Regions from separate parts of the Rattus norvegicus genome. Here region 1 is linked to region 2. Evidence: chromatin contacts called from public HiChIP or PLAC-seq data. All regions are on one chromosome and are shown on one strand. The core of a region is the stretch at or near the end of the contact, and the rest is flanking DNA. Distances in the headings are between cores, read along the strand shown.

Region 1 (4,623 bases), core at 1,837-4,336, 130 kb before region 2:
GCTCGGGGACAGGAATACTGAAACACCCGAGTAGTCAAAGAACTTCTGGAACAGGATATTCAGCCCCACTGCAGGTGGAAGCCGAAAACTAAAGGACTCCTCAGTCCAGCAGCTATCAGAGCAGGAGACTATCAGCCTTGCTTAGGGGGCAGATGGCTCTGTAAGAGCGCCGCAGAAGTTCCCAAATGGTGGCGGCACACTGCAGCCAAAAATGCAAGATGAGCCTGAGTCTCTTAAGGAAACTGGAAGAATTTTCCCAGCACGTGGAAAGTCACATCAGAGACTCAGAGGAAAGCTGGGTCCTGGGAAACAAGGGAGGGTGTGGCTGGGAATGCCCTGGAAAGTGGGTGGATCCTGCAGGAAGTGGTTTCAGCTGTTTCCAGAATGGAACAAAGATAGGATGCTCTACCACCCGAAAGTTCACGGCAACAGAGGCCCGGCTATGGGCCAGTTTGCTTTTCTGCTGCTGACATAAACATCTTGACCAAGAGTATAACTTGGGGGAAGGAAAGGGTTTATTTCAGCTTATACTTCCAACTCACACTTCATCGTTGAGGGAAGACTGGGCAAGACCTTAAACAGGAACTGGAGCAGAGACCGTGGAGGAACACTGCTGACTGCCTTGCCCCAGGCTCGTGGCCAGCTGCCTCTCTGGTGCAGCTCAGACCCATCCGCCTAGGGATGGCACCACCCACAGTGGCACCCACAGTGCCTACATCAGTTAGCAGCCAAGGAACTGCCTCTGATCTGACAGAGCCAGTTCAACCGAGGATCTCTCTTCCCGGGTGCCGCGCTGACAATCAAGGTGCATCATCGGGAAACGCTAAAGCTGCCCCGCCCCAGGACCCCAGTCATCCAGGACCCACGTTTGTTGGCACTTCACCACTCTGGCCCAGAAAACCACTGTAGGTGCCCTGTAGGTGACTCACACTCTCATTCCAGCCTGGGAGGAAGAAAGAAATAGAATACAAAGGCAAGGGCTGATGGGAATTATTTAATACCGCGACCCGGACCCTCCATATTGGCCCTATTCACCCACTGGACAGCATTTTTTGTACACTTGAGTGTGTGGGCCGATACTGCCAGCAGCCACCCTTGATTCACATTAAAGAATACACTTAAAGAAAAGAAGAAAGCTGTAGTCCCTTCTAAAAGCCTTAACAGTTTGATTTTTGCAACCATCGCAATACATTTTAATAACGCTGTCAGCTACATTTAAAAAACCTTCAGTATTAAAATGGTTCTGGCACATATATTTATTCTTTTTATTTCCAAATTCCTATGTAATTTATTCCCCAACTTGTTTCTCCAGATGGTTTAAAAAAAAAATGGATACCGAGGGCTGGTGGGGGGGTAGCTCAGTCCGTATAAAACTTGCCTAGCGTGCATGATGACTGGCAGGCCCGTTTTCCTAGATTAATGTCCCAGCGCTGAGTAAACCAGAAGGAGGTGCACACCTACAATCCCAGCTCTTGGGAGGTAGGGGCAAGGGGACTGTCCTTAGCTGTATATTCAGTTCAAGTCTCTGAACTATGGGAGACTGGGTCTTAAACAACAAAACCAAAACAAACAGAAGAAAGGTTATCCCGTGATGATTTGCATCAACTCGTGCAGACCTTGTCTGCTGGACTTGGAATCCGAGGACCTGAAAGAATGGGGCATACTAGAGTCTGAAACTGTAGGTAACCTCCTTACTTTCAGTGTACTTTAGACCCAACATAAAAAAGAAAGGAAGGATTCAAGGAAGGCTGTTAGAGTTCAGAAAAACATGCAAATTAACACCAGTAAGCACATACTAAATATTAGCAGAGCAGCCTGTCCCCAGAACTTTCTCAGGACAGACCAGTTTAAACACAATTACCTAGAACGTACTAGACTAGATCCGGGAAAGCAGGGAAGCAAGGCAGAAGGCCATGTCCAGATTCAAGGTACACTGACCAGATTTGGGTTCTACAGCTATGTTCAGACATCCAACAAGAACAAACAAGTCTTATGAATTGAACGTAAATGTTTAACACAGGAAACACAAAATCACATCCAAGAACAATCCAGGGAACAAGATGCCCCTGAGGTAAAGGCCCTCAGCCTTTTTCTCCTGGAGCCTCTCCCACAGTTCCCTCAAGGCATTCACTGTTCACCGAGGCTCGTTCTTCTGTGATCGTGCTGTGCTCGTTCGCATGGGTACGGACGTACAAGGGCAGTCAGTCAATCCGTAGACTGGATCGTGTCTTTGAGATAGCTCGACGCAAACACACAATCGGGTTGTCCCTCATATTCAGTACTTTTCTGTCGCTGTGACAGGATACCATGACCAAGGCAACCTAAGGAAGAGGACTTGTTGTTATGTTGTCTTGTGGTTCCAGAGGATTAGCATCCGTAATGGCAGGGAAGAGGCAGCAGGCAGGCATGCGGGTGGACCAGGATGCTGAGAGGTCACGTCCTGAACCAGAAGCACAAAGCAGAGAGAAGGGCACACTGGGAATCGTGTGAAGCCTTTGGAACCTCAAAGCCAATGATGTACTGTCTCCAGCAACACCACACTTCTTAGACCTCCCCAAACAGCGCCACCAACCCGGAACTAAGTGTTGAGATGCCAGAGCCCTTGTGAGATGTTGGCCTGTTAGAACTTTTTCTAGGCTCCGCCCATCAGTTACCTAGCAACAGCCAGGCAGGCCTAGCATGCTCTCTCTCTCCCTCCCTCCCTCTCTCCCCCTCCCCCCTCCCCCTCTCCTCCCCCTCCCCCCTCCCCCTCTCCCTCTCCTGACCCCTTCTTCTACCTCTCCTTCCCCTTCATCCTTCCTCTCTCCATGTGTTCCGCCTCCCCCCTGCTCTTTCTCTGCCTTTACCCCCTTCTCAATCCCACTTGCCATACTTTTCTACTGGCTGGTACCTCAGGGTGGTTGGGATGCTTCGGCATGGGCCGGCTAAGGCGTCCCCTCCCACCGCGCCATACAGTGCTTTACAAAACATATCAGGAGAAGTTTCTCATTTAAACCAGCCAGCTCTCTTCTGAACTAGAAGTGGACTAGAGAGGCTATGCTGGAGTAGAGAGTGAGTCAGAAGCAGAGACTGAATGGGGCTGTGAGTCAGCAGCCAAGGTCTCCAGCAGGCTGCGGACTCCCAGTAATTGAGCCTCCACTACATACGCTGTCCTGTTGCAGCGAAGCCAGTCACTCGTCTGTTCTGTCCATCGAGGGTGAAAAGGTCACGTGAAAGTCAAGGTCTTTGAAAAGGGCTTCTGGCTGGTCTCCAATGCCTCACCCGGAGTCTCTGGAAGTCACGTATTAGTGTGGAGATGTTATAGACAGATGAGACTGGGGTCTCCGAGTGGGCAAGCATCCGGTCTGGCTGTGGATGAGGAAGAAATACATCGATGACATTTGAAACCTGAGAGCGGGGCAGCTAATGGTTAATTATATAACCCAGCAGCAAAAACACTTTAGTGTTTGCATACTGTAATTATTCTCGTGGTGGCAGCTCGGGAACATGTAGTTACAGAGAAACCAGTAAGTCGGGAACTTCTGTACCTGGTGATTGCTCTTAACCTGGCATCACCGGCAGAGGGAGAGTTTCTCACATCTTGACTTGTTTATAGGAAAATTGCATATCCTGTGCCCTTCAATTTAACCACAGTGACAGAAGTATAAAATATAGAGAAGTCAGAGAGAGGGCCCCGTAGGTAAAAGCACTTGTCACCAAGCCTGAGGGACCTGAGTGTGATCCCTTGTACCCACATAGTGGAAGGAGAGACCGGAATCCCACTTCTGACCTCTGACCTCCTCATGCGTGCTGTGGCATGAACGTGACGCCCCCTCCACATGCACAGTGAATATAATAAAAAAAAATATCGTTTAAAAACTAAGTTAGAGGGTGGTTATGGCACAAGCCTTTGACCCCAACATTTGGAAGGCAGAGGCAGGAGGATACCTGTGAGTTCTAGGCCAGCTTCCCTCCCCCCTCAAAAAACAAATTAAGTCAAAACCACAAAAAAAAAGATATAGATTGGGAGGGGGATTAGATTCGAGGCAGGGTCTCTCGGTGTAGCTCTGGCTGTCCTGGAACTTGATCTGTAGACCAGGCTGGCTTCATACACAGAGATCCACCTGCCTCTGCCTCCCTAGTGCTGGGATTAAAGGCCTGTGTTACCACCACACAGCAAAGGTGTATTTTTAAAGATTTGTATTTTTTTTTTATGTGTGTGTAAGTTTGCCTCCACACTGTGCCTGGTGCTCACAGTGGGTCCCCTAAAGGGTCCCCTAAGGCAGGATGGAGTTCCAGAAGCCACAGGACATGGGTGCTGGAAACTAAGCTATCACTCCAGCTCATAAAATAACTTTTTGAAAATTAGAGGCTGGTGCTGAGAGACAAATTTTTATTTTTATTTATTTGTTTTATGTAAGGGGACCGTGTGCTATACAGCTCACGTGGTCTCTCTTGCTTCCGCTGCTCTGAAGTATACTCCAGGCTAGCAGGTCTGTCAGCTGCCCGGTGGTTCCTCTGTGTGTACAACACCCCTCACTGTGGGAGAGTGCTGGGATTACAGAGACTTGCAAATGCATCCTGCATTTCACAGTCTGCCACTTCCAGGAATTCAGCTCACCATGGAAGGATTTCTCTTTCTCC
Region 2 (4,656 bases), core at 1,048-3,547:
CATATTTAACAAGTGAACGCTAATTGTGTGTCTTATTTGATACTGTAGGAAAGTGGATCTCGGCCTTCCTAATGCTTTCACACAATCCCTCATGTGGTGACCCCCCACCTCAGCCATAAAACTGTTTTCATTGTTACTTCAGAACTATAATCTTGCTACTGTTGTGAATCCTTGTGTGAGTATCTGATATGCGGGATATCAGATATGTGGCCCTTGTGAAAGGGGTCTCCACCCACAGGTTGAGAACCATTGTCGTAGCATTTGGAAGCAGAGTAATAAAATGGTCCAACAGCAATCCATCACCATGCCAATTTAGAATTTGGGTAAAGATGTTAGAATACACACGTTTCAGAGGGAGGATCTAAAAAAATCTTATTAAAACAATGAAATCATTTACTCTGTGTGTGTGTGTGTTTGTCTGTGAGTGTCTTTGTGTTTGTCTGTGTGTGTCTGTTTGTGTGTCTGTGTGTATCTCTGTGTTTGTGTCAACGTATGTCTCTGTATTTGTGTCTGTGTGTTTGTTTGTCTTTCTGTATCTGTGTGTGTCTCTGTGTTTGTGTGTCTGTGAGTGTCTTTGGAGCTGGGGACTGAACCCAGGGCCTTGCGCTTCCTAGGCAAGCGCTCTACCACTGAGCTAAATCCCCAGCCCCGTGTCTCTGTTTTTATGTCTGTGTGTCTCTGTCTGTCTGTGAGTGTCTTTGTGTACCTGTGTGTCTCTCTGTGTTTGTGTCTGTGTGTTTGTGTGTCTGTGTCTGCTTGTGTCTCTGTGTTTGTGTGTTTCTGTTTTTATGTCTGTGTGTCTCTGTGTTTGTGTCTGTGTGTGTCTGTATGTCTGTTTGTCTGTCTGTGAGTGTCTTTCTGTGTCTGTGTGTCTCTGTGTTTGTGTCTGTGTGCTTGTGTGTCTATGTCTGCGTGTGTTTGTGTGTCTCTGTTTTTATGTCTGTATGTATCTGTGTTTGTCTGTGTCTGTGTGTGTCTGTGTATCTCTGTGTTTGTCTGTCTGTGAGTATCTCTGTGTCTGTGTGTTTGTATGTATGTGTTTGTGTGCATGCACAAGCTAGTGTACTTGGAGAAGGTCGAGGAGAGCTGGTGGGAGCAGACACTCTCCTTGCACAACGTGACTCCCAGAAAGACTCGGGCTGTCAGGCACAGCAGTGAGTATGTTTACAAGGTGAACCTTGTGTAGCCACCAACAGTCTGAAAGCAGATCAGGCTGTGCCTATTGCTCCTGCTGCTCCAGAGACTGAGGCAGGGGGATCAGAGTTTAAGGCTAGGCTGGACAACATTTAACCATGCCTCCCCTCCCTGCCAAGTGTTCAATCAGAATATAAACAGACAGATAAGCATGCGGCTGATAAAAATGAATTTCCTAAAAAGCAAAAAACGAAAACAAAACGCGCCTTAATCAATACACTTTTTTTTTTTTTTTGGTTCTTTTTTTTCGGAGCTGGGGACCGAACCCAGGGCCTTGTGCTTCCTAGGTAAGCGCTCTACCACTGAGCTAAATCCCCAGCCCCTATCAATACACTTTCAATACTGAAATCTTTGAATCAAACGCAATATGGCTGTAGTTGTTGCTATACTGAGTGTCATATCAAATCCAGAGCTTCGTCCACACTAGGAAAACATTCTAACAGGACACTTGCTACATCCTTTCCCTGGGGTGAACCTTTGGGTTCCCATCACGAGGTACCCAGAACACTTGTGTAGGTCAGTGGAATTCTGCCCCTCCTTTACCACGCAGAGGATGCTGGGAACAAGTAAAGACAGGTCTTCAAGACGTCTCCCTCCACCCTACAACTACTAGACAGCCTGAGCTGTCACTGAAGGACAAGCACTCTGGAGCGGGCCCCTGGTCCTTAGGAAGTCCATTCCCATCACTCCCACAGTCAGTTAAGAATGAGGTCAGGTTCCAAACTCAGCACAAGTTCAGAGTCATTTCTGGGCCTTTTAGCAAGTCGTCTCCCAAAGGCCTGCCCCTCCCTTTGTTCCTGCTCACAATGAGTCTCAGGCCCAAATGTCTGACTTTAACTTTCAAGTGCTGCTTAGCAAGTCTTGCGCTTGCTGCGCTCTCCGACATTCTTAGAATAAGAAAACGGGTTCCCTAGAAAAGCTATGGCGATTACACACGATTTGGAAGTGAACGCTCTCGTGTTTTCCAATCTTAAGATGTATCAGCCTGGAGAATGTTGCAAAGACCGCATTAAATCTCCAGTAAGCGTGCATTTCAACTACGGCAAGGCCTTGAGCGTCTAAGTAGGCCATATCAGCTACACCATGCAGGAAATTATACCCCAGGAAAGCTCTGCTTTAAAAATAGGCAAAGGAAGAAAGGAACGCTGCCAAAACACACAGGGCTCTCCGTTTGTTTTGATTTGCACACGGCATCTGTTTGATCAGGTGCAACCTGCCATTTGCAGGCTTTGGGGGAATGGTAGTAGTTAGGGTGGGAAGAAGTAAATTAGCCCAAAATGTTTGCTTTTAGAACATGCTTTTGAAATAGATATCAGCAGAATTTAGGTCAGGACTACATATCACAAAGACACCGGGTTTGGGGGATAAGTGTTGAGACTGGGCTTGGACATGCCCTAACCCTGCAGACTCCAAGCTGAGGAAACAGATTGGTCCACTGGCTCTTGCAAGCACAATGTAGCATTCTGCAGACGTGGAGAAGCCAGCTTTTCTATCTTACAGCTTTTCTGTCTTACAAATTAATTTTTCGAAAGTTCTGCCTAATTACTGTATACCAACTATGTTCAAGGTACAGTGAGGTACAATGAAAGCAGCCAAACCCTTCCTTTGATGGGAGACAGACATTAAGGATACAGTATCAGGCAGCATAAAGAAGTATTGAGATCGGAACACAGACATGTAACGAGTTTTATTACTGCTGAGAAACTTCCACAGAAAAAAAACCAAACTGAATCTACAGGTCTGCCAAACCCGGCAGGACTAGTTTAAACAGGATGGCTACATTTGGTAAAGTTCAGGTGAATACGAGGACACTGTATTAATTCCTCGCTTCACATAAACAGCGAGGCGGCTTTCACTGCCAGCCATTGTTGTGATTAATGACACTTTGGGGGCCACAGTGACTTGGCTATTTTATTTATGTTATTTTATGTGTATGAATGTTTTGTCTGATGTGGACTGTATGCCTGCCTGCTGCTCTTGGAGTTCAGCAGACGTTACTGGATCGATTGGAGTGGAATCGGGGGTATGATCTACTGGGACCAGAACCTAGGTCTTCGGTGAGAGCCTGTGCCTTCTCTCCTTTCCATCACCTGTGCTTTTAACCACTAATGGGGTTGGGCATGGTATGTGCGCCCAAACAGAATGACCAGAACATTAGAAACCCAAGCGCTCTGGTGTGGACCCATGCTGACTTACGAGGTCCTCACGAGTGAATGGACAGCACACTCAAGTGTGGATATTATTAGAGTTGATAGAATGCTGCCTCCTTTCCTGGGCATAGATCCCTGTTTTAATTCCTACAAAATTAAGTATATTAGGCTATATGATAAAGAGAAAATAAGGCAGCAGATGGAATTAGGGCCAAGGATCAGACAACCTTGGGGGTGAGCCCTGTCGTTCATAAAGGACCATACAAGCGAAAGGAGGAGGCAGAAGGCTAAAAGCCCAGTGCTGGCAGCATCCAAAAATCTCAGCCCTGAGCTCTTGGCTGTAAAGACACAGGGACTGAGCCTGAAGCCAAGGAATGTGGGTAGCTTCCAGCTCTGAACGACAGATCCTCCACGGGACTAGAGCCTCCAGAGGGAACACAGCCAAGTGGACCCATGCTACATTTCTGAACTCTAGGGATGTCTGGGATTAAATATTTCGTGGCTTTCCGTCTAGAATAGCGTGGTGGCTGGGACAAGCAGGAACTCGACGTGGTGATATGGGAAGGTGCTCTGAAACTCGTGGGGAATAATTAAACACTCATGCCTCGGGCGAGGGAACACACGCAGCACCCCAACCTTGGTTTCTGAGAGTCTTGGTGTTAGACAGGAGGGTGACTGAGGTCTTCAGTGGTGTATTATATTCCTTCCTGGTTCTGTTGTGCCAGGAAGTGTTCGTGAACCCCAAAAGACCACCAAGGAGCCGCTTCCAGTGTAACAGCATTAGGGTCTTTTTATGACAAGCATGGGCTTGGGCTCTCTTCCCACTCAACCCTGACACAGCAGGATGGGAAGGGAAAGCAGCGTAGCCTCGAACCTCAGCAGGACAAAGGTTTATAGGACACAGAAGTGGGGGAGGGGGGCATCTATCCTGGCAAGCATCAAATTGAATGACTATTATAAGCTGACAGGTGGGTGCTCCAAAGCAAGACGGTATACAATCGCAAACCGTCTGAAAGTTCATCTGAAACAATCAGACTAATCTTTGACTAACTGTTGCTAGGAAGTAGCTAGGGAGTGACTCTGGCCAGGGCTAAGCCGTGAGGTCCTTCCTGGTACATGGGTGTAGCTTGGGTTCTGCTGCAGGTCAAGTTCTCTGGCTTTTTTTTTTTTTTTCTTTTCTCTTTAAGATGGAGGCCAGTCTCAAGATGGAGTAGGTTTGGCCTCTACTCAGTTCAGTATCTGTTCTCTTTTATCACTCACTGTATTTTCAAAACAGGGGTTTTGAATTTAATGGATTCTCTTATGCAGGTTA

Evidence for each region. HiChIP or PLAC-seq counts read pairs in DNA pulled down with a chosen protein or histone mark.
Region 1: a contact with region 2 is called in an H3K27ac HiChIP or PLAC-seq map of oligodendrocytes, with 4 times the contacts expected there. The contact joins two enhancer-like sites. A contact is called at or near these places in 1 of 12 Hi-C or Micro-C datasets (psoas muscle) and 1 of 1 datasets of contacts at active chromatin or transcription factors (oligodendrocytes).

What each region holds. Positions count from the first base shown.
Region 1 is chr20:21,660,359-21,664,981 of GRCr8, reverse strand. It overlaps LOC102551701 (a long non-coding RNA gene), which reads right to left. Exons shown (of 3, transcript XR_005497633.2): 2 at 3,147-3,348; 3 at 982-2,440. Among named protein-coding and RNA genes, the nearest start is that of Reep3, 170 kb to the right of the region's middle. Within about 2 kb of position 3,086, at least 13 of the 93 cell types and tissues checked have an H3K27ac peak or open chromatin away from gene starts, as enhancers often do.
Region 2 is chr20:21,529,327-21,533,982 of GRCr8, reverse strand. The region is part of intron 2 of Reep3 (receptor accessory protein 3); the gene reads right to left. Among named protein-coding and RNA genes, the nearest start is that of Reep3, 39 kb to the right of the region's middle. Within about 2 kb of position 2,297, at least 38 of the 93 cell types and tissues checked have an H3K27ac peak or open chromatin away from gene starts, as enhancers often do.